4 separate regions of the Mus musculus genome follow, and regions 1, 2 and 4 are each linked to region 3. Evidence: chromatin contacts called from public HiChIP or PLAC-seq and promoter capture Hi-C data. All regions are on one chromosome and are shown on one strand. The core of a region is the stretch at or near the end of the contact, and the rest is flanking DNA. Distances in the headings are between cores, read along the strand shown.

What was found. Promoter capture Hi-C pulls out the DNA fragments that hold promoters and counts their contacts. HiChIP or PLAC-seq counts read pairs in DNA pulled down with a chosen protein or histone mark.
Region 1: a promoter capture Hi-C map of hippocampal neurons shows a contact between it and region 3, with 4 times the contacts expected there. The contact joins the promoter of Kif1b here to the promoter of Tardbp in region 3. A contact is called at or near these places in 13 of 39 promoter capture datasets (the 3T3-L1 cell line, the C10 cell line, cranial neural crest and 9 more) and 4 of 115 datasets of contacts at active chromatin or transcription factors (embryonic hindbrain, embryonic stem cells, epiblast stem cells and 1 more).
Region 2: a contact with region 3 is called in a promoter capture Hi-C map of pre-B cells, with 3 times the contacts expected there. The contact joins the promoter of Pgd here to the promoter of Tardbp in region 3. A contact is called at or near these places in 5 of 39 promoter capture datasets (cranial neural crest, hippocampal neurons, liver and 2 more), 1 of 484 Hi-C or Micro-C datasets (embryonic stem cells), 7 of 115 datasets of contacts at active chromatin or transcription factors (astrocytes, bone marrow-derived dendritic cells, embryonic forebrain and 4 more) and 2 of 9 other capture datasets (embryonic stem cells and liver).
Region 4: an H3K27ac HiChIP or PLAC-seq map of extraembryonic endoderm stem cells shows a contact between it and region 3, with 2.9 times the contacts expected there. The contact joins the promoter of Nppb here to the promoter of Tardbp in region 3. A contact is called at or near these places in 1 of 39 promoter capture datasets (stem cell-derived epiblast-like cells) and 1 of 115 datasets of contacts at active chromatin or transcription factors (extraembryonic endoderm stem cells).

The regions. Positions count from the first base shown.
Region 1 is chr4:149,305,251-149,309,521 of GRCm38.p6, reverse strand. It overlaps Kif1b (kinesin family member 1B), which reads left to right and starts at 1,789. Exons shown (of 49, transcript NM_001290995.1): 1 at 1,789-2,093.
Region 2 is chr4:149,165,307-149,169,383 of GRCm38.p6, reverse strand. Pgd (phosphogluconate dehydrogenase) reads left to right here and starts at 2,679. Exons shown (of 13, transcript NM_001081274.2): 1 at 2,679-2,797; 2 at 3,302-3,377. The coding sequence starts at 2,790.
Region 3 is chr4:148,625,046-148,628,952 of GRCm38.p6, reverse strand. It overlaps Tardbp (TAR DNA binding protein), which reads left to right and starts at 1,957. Exons shown (of 6, transcript NM_145556.4): 1 at 1,957-2,272; 2 at 3,577-3,828. The coding sequence starts at 3,591.
Region 4 is chr4:147,984,557-147,988,462 of GRCm38.p6, reverse strand. It overlaps Nppb (natriuretic peptide type B), which reads right to left and starts at 2,563. Exons shown (of 3, transcript NM_008726.6): 1 at 2,362-2,563; 2 at 1,945-2,167; 3 at 1,258-1,501. The coding sequence starts at 2,487. The coding sequence ends at 1,485.

The DNA of each region.
Region 1 (4,271 bases), core at 540-3,039, 680 kb before region 3:
TGCAAATCCATCAGCGCTTCTCTACCCCTGATGATTCAGCTCCTCTTCCTCTTTCCTTCCTCCTCCTCCTCTTCTTCCTCCTCCTCCATTTCAAGAACGGAAGTCAGGGCTTCCCACATGCTAAACAAGCGCACCCCACTTAGCCACACTTCCATGCCAACTTCTTGCTTTAGGTATTTTATTGATGTCTGTTAAACTTTATTGTTATGGTACAGTGGGGGTGTAAGGTGTGTCTGTGTCAGAAGATGACTGTGTTCATCAGGCACTCTCCATCCACCTGGACACGGGCTCTGGACACCGCACTGGGATCCTCAGCTCATCGGAAGCACTTTACCCACTAAGCCATCTAGGTTTGTTTAAGACAGGGTTTCTCTATGTAGCCCAGGCTGACCTTCCACTCAAATCGTTGCTCCTAATATTTTAAGCAATTCTATTCTGTGTGTGTTTCAGAATAAATGACATCAACTCCTTTTGTGGGAAGGTGGAGTGTACATTCTAAAGAAAATGAGAGCTGGGCTTAGTGGTACGGATCTTTAATCCCAGCAGTCAGGAAGCAGAGGTAGACAGATCTCTCTGTAGGTTTCAAGACAGCCTTGTCTGCTTGGTGAGTTTCAGGAGAGCCTGAGCTACCAAGACCCTCTGTCTTGAACAAACAAGAACAAACAAGTAAATAAACACAATGAGAAGTGTCCAATGAATGTGGAATAGTGGGAGTCTGGAACTTCAGTGGCATGGTGATTGCCCAGAGTCGTTAGTGTAGAAAGTTAATTCTCACGTTTTAGTGTGTAGGCCTTTCTCTACCCAGTAATTCTGTATTAAAGTCAGGGTTGAGAGAAAAAAAAAAATCTTACTTTCAATTTCTGCTAATAAATCCAAACCACATCCTCTAACCTTAAAATGCAGTGTGATTGGCAGGTTGTCATTGTGATATTTTACTAAGCACTGAATTGAGCTGCTTATGAACGTCTGTGGGGCTTTTCATTTGAGCTGAACCTAAATCTGATTTTTAAAAAACATGGCTCATAGAGCTTTTGTGTTCTTATGAGCCCTGGTAACCCCCTCTAGGGGCATCTCTCTCAGGCCGCTCAGTCCATTCACTGGGCGCGATACAAAGCGTTTTGTTCCTGTGCTCACACCAGCACGCCATCTCCCAAGGAGACGCTGAATGCCCACTAAGTCATGCTTTCCCATTACTCATTCCTCCTTTTCTCCCAAGGTGGCGTGTGGGAGGTGTTGTGCTGGGGTTCGACAAGAATAGGCTAGGAAGCTTTCTGCTGGATACACTCATGCCTGAGCGTGGTTCCGTTCCCACCGCGCCGGGCTCGGTGGCTTCACCGTTTGAGCTGTTTTTCTAAACGGACAATGACTCCACACTCGGCCGCTCCCACATAATCCCAGCTCTCCGGATGGCATCTGGACCGTCCAGTCCCGCCCGGTCACTGAGCCACTTTTTGTCCCCTTACGAAGCGGGTCATTCGGCTACACAGGCGCGGCTGCTACCCACTAACACCTTTCCGGGGGTCACCCGGGAGGGAACTCTGGACACCGGCTTCGCCCACCAGGCACGCCCGCACCCGCACCCGCATCGGCTCCCGTACCACCAGGGGGCGCTCGAGTGTCTCCGTCGCTCCGCCGGCACCTCCCGCCCCCTCTTCCAGCCACGCTTTACTATTGGTCATCTGTCTCAAGGTCTTCATCGCGATTGGTCACCTTCCGCGTCGGTCTCGGTTGCTGGGCGGGCCGAGGTGACGCTCGGCGCTCTAGCTCGGGGCGGTGTCCCGCGCCGGCGGCTTCGGGCGGAGTTTGGCGAGCAGCGTCGCGGTGTAGTCAGACGGCAGTGGTCCCGGGAGGCGACAGCTCGGATCCGGGCTTCTCTCTGTTCCTCCGCCGCATCCACAGCCGCGCCCCGGCCTCCCGCCAATCCTCGATGCAGAGCTGGGCGGCCGCGTGATGGGGCTGCGGAGCGGCGCCCTGCGGCTCGCGGCGGCCGCTGCCTGCGCTGAGGTGCGTCGGTGCCCGGCCTCCCGCGCCCCTGCGCGCCTCGGCGTCTTCTGACTCGGCCGGCTCGCCCGTCTGTCCGCAGCGCGGCTGAGGTGAGGAGGCTGAGGTGGGGCGGCCGAGGCGAGGTGGGCGGTGGTGCCGCGGCGCCGGTGTAGGGGGCCGCTCCCGCGGGAGGGACTCCCGGCCGGTGACGGGCCTGGAGGGGGCAAAGCGAGGAAGCGGCGCGGCCGGCCGGGGCTCTGGCTCCGCGGTGAGGAGCCTCGCCCTCCGTGGAGAGACCTGGCCGGCCGGCCGCGAGCGCCGGGCTTTGGTCCAGCGGCCTGCCGGTCCCCTGCAGTGCCCTGCACCAGCCCTCCGCTTCCCCTGGGCTGCCAGGCCCCGCTCTGTCCGCGGGCCAGCAGATCGGTCGCTGTCCCGCCGTATGTGCGCACATTGCAGCTCTGAGGAGCCAGCCGATCTCTCCCCCCTCATCTGCTCTCTCACCCCCTATTGTGGTTGGCATCAGGGTTCCAACCGGGAATGTGGCAATGCCCCTGAGCCCGATGAAGGTAGGAAAGGGCATCCGACAGAGCGGAGGGCGCAAGGGCTGGACGGAGGAAGCGATGCAGAGGGAGGGGGCTTGTTGGATGCTGGCCAGATGGGAGGAAGGCTGGTGTGGGCTCGACGTTCAGCCGACCAGGATCACTCTGGCAGCCATATTGGGAGGATGATCTGACAAATCCTTTAGGAGCCAAGTCCGGTTGCTGGTAGGCACCGAGTGACAGCCCTGGCAGCTTTCAGGGTGACTGGCCGCACCAGAAGCCAAGTTGTGGGGGTTGGGAGGCCACTCAGAGCAAGCTAGTCATTGTTCATGCAACGCAAACCCTCACCGACTGGAAATGCAAAATTGAGCTCCCAAATCACTTTTTCTCTTTGGTGAATTGCTATATGAGCCTTCAGGGTAAACTGGCTTGAAGATTCCATTCTTGTTGGGGTGAAATTCTGTGTTTCTGTCCTTATCATCGCAATCCACCGCTGCTTTGGCCCTCGAAGGCCTGTTGATGTTTAAGGCCACTTTACCATATTGGAGGCTCTTGGCGTATTGCATGGCGTGCATAGATTTGCATAGTATCTCTTCGTGCAGAGATTAGGGAAAGTGGAATAAACTGGTAGCAGAGAAGACTTGCAGCAGTATCTCGGAGGATGCAGGTTGTCATCTTTGTGGAATCTGGAGGTAGCCTAATTTAGATTGTCAACAGATCTCTTGCTTATGTAGCTCTCTCTGGTCCAAGCAGCTGTTCTGCCAACACTAAGCATGCTGCTTTGTGTCATGATGTGCCTGTCTCAACCCAGAGAAAAGTGGTGTTCAGCTTTGAATAACTGTTTAAAAGTGATATTATAGTGGATATTGGACTTAAAGGTTGGCATTTTGTGGATTCGGCTTAGTCATAACCAAATTTTAGCTTGCGTTCTCATTTGAGAAGCGTGGTAGTTGATATTGATTATGAAGTAATTGAAGTTGTTAATGTTCTATTTGAGGAGAGACTTTGAAGATTACTCATCTTGATGTTTTAAAGTAGATTTAGAAATGATCAATAACTGGCTTCAGAGAGAGCCTGTAAATGTGTTTTCCTAGACTTTGATCCTGCACAGGATCTGGAGAGATGGTGTGACTCCTGCCTTCTTTATGCCCTTTAATTTAAACTTCATTTATTATATATATTTGTTTTTGGGAGGGAGTTGGAGCGCTAGCTCGGGTCTTAGACATGTTAGACAAGCTGTCTACTAATGAGCTAGACTCCCACGATCCATGCTCCCTTTTTTAAATGCGTAAGTTCTTTTTTCCCCCTATTTTAATTATCTGTCTACTTAAGAATAACTACAAAAACAAATTCCAATGTTTTTCTATTTCTAAGAAAAATCAGCACACTATTTTTTTTTTTTTTATAATTTTTACCGTTAGGCAATCTCAGTGAACTTTCAACAGACACTAATTTTGTTTTTTTTTTTAATTTGTTTATTTTATGTGTATGAGTGTTTTGCTTGCATGTATATGTATATGCACTGTGTGCTTGTGTGGTGCCCTCCAAGGAGAGATGAGGGTTGGATCCTCTGGACTTGGAGTGACAGGTGATTGTGAGCCACTCTGTGGGTGCTGGGAGCTGAACCAGGGTCCCCCTCAGGAGCAAACAGTGCTCTTAACTGCTAAGCTGTTTCTCAAGACTAAAGTTAGTGGTGTTGGCAGTACATTAATTAATATTAAAAAAATACAGAATGTTTGTTTATGATTC
Region 2 (4,077 bases), core at 1,430-3,929, 540 kb before region 3:
ACAAAATAAGCCAATCGGGAGGGGGCACGGGACAATAATAACGACAGTAATTACATAGCCTTTGCATGACCCTGGATTGGGGAGGCCTCAACTGTAGACTTACAGTGCTAAGACCGGAGCGGATTCTGTAAAAACATAAAGCTGAACTTGATGGTACATGTCTGCTGTCTCAGCACTGGGAAAGCTGAGGCAGGAGGACTGCTGCCACCCTAGGCTACAAAGTAAGACCTAGTCTCAAAAAAATGAAAATACTCTGTGATAGCTATACCTGGTTGTCCATTTGACCACATCTGGAATGAACTACAATCCAGAAATGGAGGGCACACCTGTGATTCAGTTCTTCAGGCTGAAAGACACAGGCTTTTGATTTAGATCTTGAGGCACAGTGGCCATGAAAAGCTTAGGCCCTAGCCGGGTGTGGTGGTACACACCTTTAATCCCAGCACTTGGGAGGCAGAGGCAGGTAGATTTCTGAGTTCCGGGCCAGCCTGGTCTACAGAGTGAGTTCCAGGACAGCCAGGGCTACACAGAGAAACCCTGTCTCGAAAAACCAAAAAAAAAAAAAAAAAAAAAAAGAAAGAAAGAAAGAAAGAAAGAAAGAAAGAAAGAAAAGAAAGGTTAGGCCCAGGCAAGGAAGGTAAGTGTCTCCTTGTCTCCTTTAATCCCAGGAGACAGAGGCAAGCAAATCTCTGAGTTCAAGGCCAGTCTGGGGCAGAGCAAGTCCCAAATCCAGGCATGGTGGTAAACATAGCTTCTGCTGGAGACCTGCATAAGGACAATGGGAAAAGGGATGGTTCACTCTTCTTTGCCTGCTTGCTTTTACTTGCCAGCACAGGATTCAAGCTTATACAGAAGACCAGCTAAAATACCCAGCCTCGTGGGACTGAGCAACTACCAGATTCTTGGACTTCCCATCCATAGTTGCCCATTGTTGGGTTAGTTGGACTATAGACTGTAAGTCACTCCAATAATTTCCCTTAATATATAGAGACATTCCATAAGCTCTGTGACTCTAGAGAACCCTGACTAATATAGAAGTTCAAGATTCAACACCACAGCAAATTTAAAAACCACAGCCAAGGCTGTGGACTGAGATCTTGTCTTTTTTTTTTTTTTTTTTTTTCTGGTTTTTCTGGAAGCTCGTCCACCCCCGAGCCTTGTACCTGATAAGACAATGGGCTGACTCTTAAGACTCTTCCAGGAGCTCTTACCTAGTACTCCCTTGTTCCCACCCTTGTTTTGGAAATAATGGTCTAACCAGCTCAGAGTTGGGATAAATGTGTGTTGGTTATAGGGGGCTGGAGGAGTAGGGACATTAGGCATTTATCAGAAACAGATACAGACACAGAGAGAAACAGAAAGTCACTTAGGGCCAGGCAAGGGATATAGCTCAGTGGCAAAGCACTTGTCTAGAATGCTCAAAACCTACGATTTGATTCGTAGTACTGGAGTGAGGGAAAAAAATTCAAGAAGCTGGTGCAAGCCAGTCTTTTCATTTACCATCAAGCGTTATGTCTATGTGCTGTGTGCAAAACTTACAAAAGATAAAAGGAATTCATTGAAGGACATGATAGCCACTCCTAGAGAGAGAGTAGGCAATGGAAAGAACCTGAACCTAGCCAGGCGTGGTAGTACATGCCTTTAATCCCAGCACTCCGGAGGCAGAGGCAGGCGGATTTCTGAGTTCGAGGCTAGCCTGGTCTACTGAGTGAGTTCCAGGACAGGCAGGGCTACACAGAGAAAAAATCCCGCCCCCCGAAAAAAAAAAAAAAAAAAAAAAAAAAAAAGAAAAGAAAAAAGAAAGCAGCGCACCAACACCTGAGTCTGAATGGAAAAGTAAATTGAAACTAAAAGTGTCTGACCAGCGGGCGAAACAGCACCCCAGACCTCCAGCGCCGGAAACTGTAGTGGGGCTGAGGAAATGGTAGAGAAGAGTGCTTGTGTTCCGCTACAAGCACAAGGAAGAACTCACTTCCAGTCTTGCCTCCCCGAGTATCGGCCACGCACGAGGTACACGGACATACATGCAGGCAAACCAATACACAAAAAATAAATAATTATGAAACCACCCCCCCAAAACCCCTCAAGCCTCTCCTCCGCTTCGTTTTCTCTTTCTGTGCGAGTGGGCGCACGCGCCACTGCTGCACGTGGAGGTCAGATGCCAACTTTGCGGAGTGGGTTCCACTTCCACCCGCTTGGCTCTTTACTTGCTGACCGTCTCGTCTTAGTTTGCACCGCTGTTTCTTGACCTGCAAAAATGGTACACACTGAGGTTCCCACAGATAGGACAGACTTGACTCCTGCCTCAGAGTTGAGGGACAGTGAAGGGAAGCAGCAGCCATGGATCAAAAACGCCAGTGGGCTTGGTAAGGGCTGCACCAAGCCCTTAATGTCTTCTCTTTCACGCCGAGCTGCAGACCCGAGCTTCCGCACGAGCGGGAGGCATCGTGCAAGGTCCCGCTAGAACACTTAGAAGAAGCCCTTTAAACGCTCCTAGAACACTTAGAAGAAGCCCTTTAAACGCTCCTCTCCAGCTCGAGGTGCCATCGACTGCTCGGCGCTCTACAGATCTGGGCCCCGGGGGTGGGCGGGTCCGTTTGCCCTCAGGTGGTATAACAGGCGCCGCAGAGACCCAATAGCGTGGGGCATCGGCCCACCCCTGTCTTCTGATTGGCCAGCGTCTCTGTAAGCCTCTCGAGGCGCCGGGAGCCGGACTTCACTGTACTTGCCTCGGAGCGCTCGGTCCTTCGCGTTTCTTCCTCCTCGACTCTGCTTCGTCTGCCTCCGCCATGGCCCAGTGAGTGACCGACACGCGCAGTCGGGCCCGGGAGACTTCCGGGGCTGAGCGTGGTGATGGCGGGGCTCTGCTCAGTTGTCTCCCTGTTCTCCTCAGCCCCGGTGGTCGCCTGGGTCTCCTCGCGCAGCCCTGACCCCTGCACCTCAGGGTCCCCGCCATGGCCAGCGCAAGCTCCGCCACCCCTTCGTGGGAGCTTGCGGCTGCGACGGGCTCGCGGGGAAGGAAGGCCGCGCTGGGTCGGGGACGGCCCACGCCCCTTGTGCTGGCCAGGCCATAAGGAACGACGGGCAGGGCCAGGGGCAGGGCATGGGTGGCTTCGTGTGCCCGGACGCCCTTTAGAAGGAACTTCCATGGAACTGTGGGGTGCAGGGTGCGGTCGATCCTAGGTGCATGGTGTGAGCCGAGAAGGGTGCAGGCTGCCAGTCCTAATAAAAGCCACTAAGTAACACTAATATCCTTTCTTTGTGTTTGCTTTATTGTTTTTTTTTTTTTTTGTCATTTCAGAGCTGACATTGCACTGATCGGACTGGCTGTCATGGGCCAGAACTTAATTTTGAACATGAATGATCATGGATTTGTGGTAAGTAGTGAGGACACGTTGCCTTCCCGCTGAGAGCTGTGATTTGTTTTTCAGAGATCCCAAGGCATCACTCAGTAAGCACTGTTTGGTGTCTTTGTAGAAGAATTTCTGCTTTAGTCGTGCTCCCTCTGTAGTTAAGGGAAGAGCCTCCTTGGATAGAAATAAATATAAAAGCAGTGGTTCTCAACATTATGATTTATAACACTAGCAAATTACAGTTATTGCGTAGTTATGAAAATAGTTTTATGATTGGGGGTCATCACAACACGAGGGGCTATATTAAAGGGTCGCAGCGTTAGGAAGGTTGAAAACCATAGATGTAAAGGGACCCAGATCTTGGAAGCTGTAGCTAGGAAAACTTGGGGTACATGGAGATTGTTTTTCTTTGTAGACAGCAGCTTGTCTCACAGTGTTGTCACACTGGAGTCTCAGGGCCCTCTCATCTCAGCTTTCTGAGTCCAGGGTCAGAGGATCCTCCTGCCTGTGGGCTCTGAATGTTCTTTCTAAATAGTAGCATGGCTTAGACACCAGGATTACCAGGGACAAAGGACCCAGGTAGTAGTGACAGGCTCAACCTGATAAGCAACAAGTGGCAACCGCCTTTCCCTGGGCTCTCTGCTGTGACTGGACTTTGCAGAGATTGCCTAGCACTTAAAAAGAAAAGGCAGGTCAGCTCTCGCTAGACCTTGGACAGAGTAGA
Region 3 (3,907 bases), core at 708-3,207:
AAAATAATAATTAAATAAAAACCCAATATGGTCTAGCCAGATGTGGAGGCATAGATACACCTTTCATCCCAGCACTTGGAAAGTGGAGGCAGGCAGAGCTCTCTGAGTTCCAGGGCAGCTGTAATGATGCATATCTATAGTTCCCGAAGTCTGGAGACCTGCCTGGGGGAAAGACTGATTTGAAGGTCAACCTGGAATATACAGTAGGACCCTGTCTAAAAAAAAAAAAAAAGATAGCTGGTGCCAGCTAGATGGCTCACAGAAAAACTCACACAGAGCAGGTTTGGTTTCCCACAGAGACGTGAACACAGAAAATAAATAAAAAATGCAAGCTGGGCGTGGTGGCGCACGCCTTTAATCCCAGCACTCGGGAGGCAGAGACAGGCGGATTTCTGAGTTTGAAGCCAGCCTGGTCTACAAAGTGAGTTCCACGACAGCCAGGGCTACACAGAGAAACCTTTTCTCGAAAAACCAAAAAAAAAAAAAAAAAAAAAAAAAAAAATCAAAAAAAAAAAATGCAATCATCCTTTTAAACTACTGTTAAAGTTCTTGACTTTTCCAGGCATGGTAGCACAGGTCTGTAATCCCGGACAGTCAGGAGGCCAGGCCCAGGCTCTGCTGTATGAAACCTTGTCTTAGGAGACAAACAAAAAACCATTTTGGTGACTCACACCTGTAATCCCAACACTGAAGGCGCAGATTCAGGAAAGGCATAGCAAATCTGAGGCCAGCCTGGTCTACACAGTAAGTTCTAAGCCAGCCAAAGACTACGCAGAAATCCTGTTTTGTTTGTTTGTTTGTTAAGTTCAAAACCAAAAAGTAAATAATGCTGGGTGGAAGGACTCATGCCTATAATCCCAGCACTCAGATGGTTGAGGCAGGAGGACAGGCCAGGAGTTCCTGGCCAGCCTGGGCTCTAATGGAAGTTAGGGGCTAGACATTAACATCTGTTCTTCCAATGCCATCTTCTTACAAGGTAGCTGTGAGGAGGAAATGAATTCATTTATAAACTTAAAGTGGGAAGGCTTGGCCTGATGGTGATCTGCAATCCTACCCCATTCCTCCCAGAAGGGAGGCAGAGGCAGGAGGAACCCAGCAAGCTCAAGGCCAGCCTGTTCTGTACAGCAAGACCCAGTTTCAGTAAATAAAGCAACTGTGTAAAACCTTTGTGCCTAAGCTTTGAATCTGATACACCAAGAAATTCCAACCCTGAGTAAAGAGTCTACATCTGCTGCTTGGTGGTAGAGCTAGCCTTCAGCCTTTTTAAAGTTATACTAGGACTCGTCAACTGGAACCGAAATACTGAAACATCCAAGTAGTTTTTTGCTGTAGGATTCAGACCCTAGTGGGGCCTCTTTCTCATGGTGACTTCATGCAAGGTACTCAACTCTGTGCCTCAGTTTCTTCACTTATTGAAAGAGGAGAGAGTATCACGACTATCGTGTAGACTGCTAGGGCAGCATCCACACTTGGCAGCCTTGATGAGTTAAAGGACAGCCTGGGCTACACAGTGACTTTGAGATCCCTGTCTCTAAAACAGTATCTGATGGCTAAGCCCAAGGTCAATGGGAAGACACTTGCCTGCCATTCACAAGATTCTGGTTTGTTTTTCTCCCCCTAGAGCCAGAGAGTGCTAAAAGGTACTTGATACAAAATAGTACTTAGAACAGGGACCATTTTGCAGATCAAAGTTAATGTTTCCACGTTGGAAATTAACGAGCAAAGGCAGAAGACATTTAAGAGTCGCCTTTAGACTAGGAACCCAGGGTTCCCAGGGATTCCCCCCCAAGCCCTTACGCGTTCAGTCGCAGGCTCCGCCCCCTTTCCCTCCTAGCCCCGCCCCTGCCGCCCCAGTCCCGGCCTGCGCTAGTCTCGCGCATTCTCGGCGCGCGCGAGCTCCTCGACTAGGGCCGGCCGTTGGTCAGGCGAAGCCATCTACCGCGTTACGTAGGGGGACTCGGAAGGCCGAGTGGCCGTTCTGTCCTTCATCTGTCAGTTTTTCAGACCCAGCTGTTTTCATTGTTGCGTTTCTTTACTTTTTTCTATACGCCGAAGAGCCTGCTAGCATCCGAGCCTCTGGGAGGAGAGAGCGCCTGTGGCTTCCCTCGGAGAGCGCCCCTCCTGCAGGGAAGCCAGTGGGAGAGGCCGAAGGCGGGCGAGGGCGGGAGGCGGCCCTAGCGCCATTTTGTGGGCACGGAGCGGTAGCGCGGCTGTTGTCGGATTCCTTCCCGTCTGTGCTTCCTCCTTGTGCTTCCTAGCAGTGGCCTAGCGGGTAGGTTGGTCGCCAAGGCCGGCCTGCGTGCCTCGAGTGTTGCTTCGGAGAGGCCCGGTGCGGCCTGCGCCGCGGGGAGGGAGCGGTAGAGCGGGGCCTGGTTGGCCTCGCGCAGCCGCGTCGTTAAGGCCTAAGCGCGGGCAGTAGCCGGAGCGGGACGCCGGGCCTCTGCTTGGCTGTGAAGCCACGGGCGGAAGTGTGTGGCCGCCCCGGGTTTCCAGGCGTCCTAGTCCCTGTAGATTGTCGCTTTTGAGAATAACTGTTGTCACCATGGGACTTGGACCTCCGCGGGCCCCACCCTGGGCCCAGTTGAAAGGGGGGGAAAATCATCAACGTTGTCTGTCGCGCACGGCCTTCTGGGAAGCGGCGGCCTACCTCCCGGAGTAGCCGTCGTTGCTCCCTCGACGCCTAACTTTAGCCAGACCTTTCCGAGGATGAGCACCAGAACTGCTAGATAACTGTTCTGATGTCGGTGTTCGTGCTCCACCAGCACAGGGAGGGTTCCTCAGATCCCAATGCTTGGCTGGTTTTTTCCACGTTAAAGCACGTGCTAAACCCGATTCAGGTCCAGGCTATAGAAGAAACTTAATTCAGAATGGTTACGAAATACGGTAGCCTGTAATCTGTGCGCTCCAGGTAAGAAATGACGAGTGCAAGAAAAAAAATCGGGGCAGATACTTAGTTCTTTAACACCTTGTTTTTGTCTGGCTTTGTAGCCAACGGGCCACATGGTAACACTGTTGCCATTTTAGCACCGGAAGCTTATAGTGTGCGCTGAGAAAATAGAACTGGCGGGCAGAGCGCCACATGAACACCGGTTTTCCCTGTGGCTGCCCCGGAACTCAGTAGACTAGGCCAGCCTCGAACTCAAAAAGATCTGCCTGCCTCAAGAGTGCTGAGATTAAAGGCGTGGGTTATCGTGCTCGACAAAAATCACATTTTTTTTTAAAGATTTATTTTATTAATATATGTAAGTACACTGTAGCTGTCTTCAGACACTCCAGAAGAGGGAGTCAGATCTTGTTGCGGATGGTTGTGAGCCACCATGTGGTTGCTGGGATTTGAACTCTGGACCTTCTGAAGAGCAGTCGGGTGCTCTTACCCACTGAGCCATCTCAACAGCCCCCAAAATCACATTTTTATTTTAGAAAATACCTTTTCTCTATTTTTTTTTCAGGGATGGCAAAAGAAACATTTTAGGTAGCAGGAATCTTTTCAGGAAGTGGGAATAAAGTGGTGTGATAATAGCCAATTATGAAAAGATAACTCCTCTGATTTTCTTGCTCATTTCTTTTTCCTTTAAGAGATTTAAGCAAAGATGTCTGAATATATTCGGGTAACAGAAGATGAGAACGATGAACCCATTGAAATACCATCAGAAGACGATGGGACGGTGTTGCTGTCCACAGTTACAGCCCAGTTTCCAGGGGCATGCGGCCTGCGCTACCGGAATCCCGTGTCTCAGTGTATGAGAGGAGTCCGACTGGTGGAAGGAATTCTGCATGCCCCAGATGCTGGCTGGGGCAATCTGGTATATGTTGTCAACTATCCCAAAGGTTTGTTAATCATTTTGGTTTTGCTGTATTGCTGGCCATGGTTAGACTTCCGTGCCATCTTAATTTAAGTGAGACTATA
Region 4 (3,906 bases), core at 1,314-3,813, 640 kb after region 3:
GGCGTGTGCCACCATCACCCAGATTTTTAAAAATTTGATTCTGAAAGTGTGTTTAGTGTTACTGGTGGGAGAGTAGGGGAGTGCTGGGTGTGAGACCCATGCAAGGCAAGTGCTCTGTGGCTGAGCCTCATGCCCAGCCAGGAGACTGGTTTTAAAGGACATGCCCTGTAGTGCTTTCAGCTAGCAACATCCTCCTGGAAGCTCAGCGAGGTGTCCCTCTGGGTAGCCTTTCCAGGACTTTGCTTGGAAAAAGATAGCCAAGTACTGGGTGCAGCATGAGTCACACCCAAGCAATGGACCCCTATTAACAGATGTGCCTAGTCTCCTGGGAAAATGGGTGTGTACTGTCCCCTGAGCAGAGGTGCAGGCTGCAAGCAGGTGATGGCTCAAATGTGCATCTGTAGGATGAGCCATGAGTGGGTTAGAGTGTCTATGCCAGCAGCAAGCCTAAGTCCCTGGCTTGGAAGAGATTGTGTGGACAGTGATGAGAACCTGGGTCAGAACGTAGCTCTGCTGCTTACTAACTTCACGACCCTGGGCAAATCACAGGACCGCTCTCTCTATGCCTAGGTTTCCCTGCCTGCCAAAGGAGGGTGCTCAGCTTCTTCTCAGAGTCACAAGGGGCTGTCCCAGCTGATGGAACCGTGCCTGCCTTGTTAAAAAGGGCTTTGTCCACATCAACTGTTCTAGCTACTCGTTGCCTCTGCATCAGAAGCATCAGAAGATGACTCACGGATGCTTGGAAAATAAGCTACTTTTTAAACCTCAACTTTAAAAAAGAAAAAAAAAACCCTCATTGCTTTCATTAGATATCCACAGCCTTGAGTGCACACAAGATCGAAATGAGAAATCACACGAAGAGCCACCTCTCGGTCCCCTCTCTCCATTAGACACTCTCCAGAGCTCTGCTCAAGCCAGCCAGAACAGATGTGCCAGCCACTCAGCTGTCCCCTCATGTCCCAGGAGGCCTGGCTTTTCTGAATTTCAGTTTTCTCGCCCATAAAATGGGAGTGATGATAATCATGACATTACTAGTCATGAGGACCTTTGGCCCTCAGCTGAGTTTCGGTGATACATGGCATTCAAAGGAGAGGGTTCCAGCTGGGCAGCCGTGGTACATGCCCTTGATCCCTGCACTCTGGTGGGAGAGGCAGGTGGATCTCTGCGAGTTTGAGGACAGCCAGGTCTATCTTAAACCAAAATAAACAAAAGCAAAGTAAAAGAGCTAAGAGATAGATTGAAACTCACGGACACAAATCCTTTTCAAAAGCAGGAAATACGCTATGTTTATTATGTTGTGGCAAGTTTGTGCTCCAAGATAAGAAACAGTCTTGTAGAAAAACAACAAAATAAATTAAAAAATAAAAATAAAAATAAATATAAATAAATAAATAAATAGGATCACTTCAAAGGTGGTCCCAGAGCTGGGGAAAGAGACCCAGGCAGAGTCAGAAACTGGAGTCTCCTGCAGCCAGGAGGTCTTCCTACAACAACTTCAGTGCTGTGGGGAGGAGAGACAGGGCAATGTCACACTCGGAAGTGAAACTGAAGCAGGTGCCGAGTCCCCCACCACCACCACACCCCCATCTTCAGTCCCCAGATGATGTCGAAGTTTAAGGCTCTGGAAAAAGCTATCTCACAGGGCCTCTGTTTCTCCTGTAAAGTGGGTTGGGCATGCCCTTTGCCTGAGGGGAAATGCTCAGAACTCTTTCTGCCTTGTGAAGGGGTGATTAGACATCAGGCAGTCTGCTCCCTCAGAGCGTGTGACCCCTCTGATGGAAGGTAGGTGCTGACCTGTGAGAATGTAATGCAGAACCCATGTGATATTTCCTGACAGGCTGCAGGAGTATGCCAGATAGCAAACCTAGGGGCCTCTAAGGGTAGCATGCACGGGGATGGGATGGGTGTGCAGCTTTGCAGGGAAGTGGCAAGGTAGGTGCTCACCGTTACAGCCCAAACGACTGACGGATCCGATCCGGTCTATCTTGTGCCCAAAGCAGCTTGAGATATGTGTCACCTTGGAATTTTGAGGTCTCTGCTGGACCCGGAGGGTGCTGCCTTGAGACCGAAGGACTCTTTTTGGGTGTTCTTTTGTGAGGCCTTGGTCCTTCAAGAGCTGTCTCTGGGCCATTTCCTCCGACTTTTCTCTTATCAGCTCCAGCAGCTTCTGTGATGGATTGGGGAGCCCAGACGTCAGAAACACACACACCTGAATCCCCCATCCTTCCATAGTGCTCATCAGTTAAGAGATATGCTGCCCAATCTTTCAGTTTGCTGACTCTCACATGGCTAATTCCCAAAGGACTCGAGGTCTTTTCATTGCCGCTTCCCAAACCCTTCAGGCAGACCCTCAGTGCTCACCTGCATCTTGAATTGCTCTGGAGACTGGCTAGGACTTCCCAGAGGATAGGAGTGACCTCCCAGCGGTGACAGATAAAGGAAAAGCAGAAACAGAATCATCTGGGACAGCACCTTCAGGAGATCCATGCCGCAGAAGCGATGGGCCAGGCAATGATGCCGTGTTCTCCCTTGTCTCGCCTCCCCAAGCAGCTTGTGCACTGGTGTCTTCAACAACGGTGCCTCTGCCTTTTATACTGGGGCTGAGTGTCCGGCCAGACCTTTTCACGGAGTAGGGGTGGGGTTATCTCTGATTTATCAGCTGCATTCCTGCCGGCTGAGCTCAGGACCTGAGAATTCACCCCTCTGTGCCTGTGTGGAGTATTCATTGTGGGTGGAGGCTGTGGAGAGCAAGCCTTGTATAGAAATGGGCTGGGCTAGGGTGGGGGTGTGCGGAACACACTAACAGTCCTTGCTTCCTGCTCCCTTCTTTCATGCAGAGCCTGAGGGCCTATGACATCCTGCCCCACCCCTATTGGAAATGGCGGGGAGAGCCCCAGCTTTCCCAGCCTGTGGCGAGTGTGGGGCTTATGGCGTGACTCATGGAAAACATTCCCAAACAACACCCACCATCACCAGCCTCCCGGGGAGAGTGTCCTCCAAACCTGTAATCCAGGCCCGGCCTGGCTTCCCAGCACCTAGCTGGACTGCACTACTTCCGGGTACTCTGGTAGCTGTCCGTGGTTCTGATCGCCACACGTGTACTTCACACCAACTTTCAAGCTCTCTCCTCAACCGATTTCCAGGCCAGAAGGAGCTATGTGGCTCACACAATGGTTTTGATACCCACCTTCCAACAACCCCCCTCAAAAACTTGTGAAGATTTCAGCTTGAGGATGCTCACTCTCCAGTGTCAACTGATTAAAAGCTGGGATATGACAAGGAACTTCTGGAATTCCAACCCTCCTTTCTGACCCTTAACAAGAAGAGCTGATTAGGATAGAATTTTGAGTCTGACCCAAAGATGAGGTCACGTAGCCATGCCATCTGGGGCATCATCTCTGGGTGCCAAAGTCTCCTCCCCCACCATGAGTGGAAGAGAAAGTGTGCCTAGACTCCAGACGTGTGGGAAAGGCCTCTCCCCAGCTCTCTCTTAGCTGATCGGCCAACAGTGACGTCTCCCTCACACAACGCACCCAGCCTCCCACTCAGATGAGAATTGAGACTCTGAGGAAGTGAAGCTGAGGCATATACACCCAGGTGTGCGCCCAGTGTCTCTATCCCTTCTGCAGAATCTGTGCTAACAACTGTCAGGTTGGTCAAGGACAATGACCAGGAGTGGCAGTGGGTTAAGGCAGAGATGGAGAAAGGGGATAGTTAGAAGATCATGAGTCCAGAACCAGTCACATTTGGAGAAAGCTGTTAGGTTCTTCTGCAAGCTTCTGGGCCTCTCGGACCCATGTTTGCATGAGATTCTGTGTTCTGACCCAAGGGAAACACACACTCTCTTCTAAGCAATTGTTTAGGAGAGGCAGAGAATGCCTCCATCTCCACTCTTAGCTCAACCCT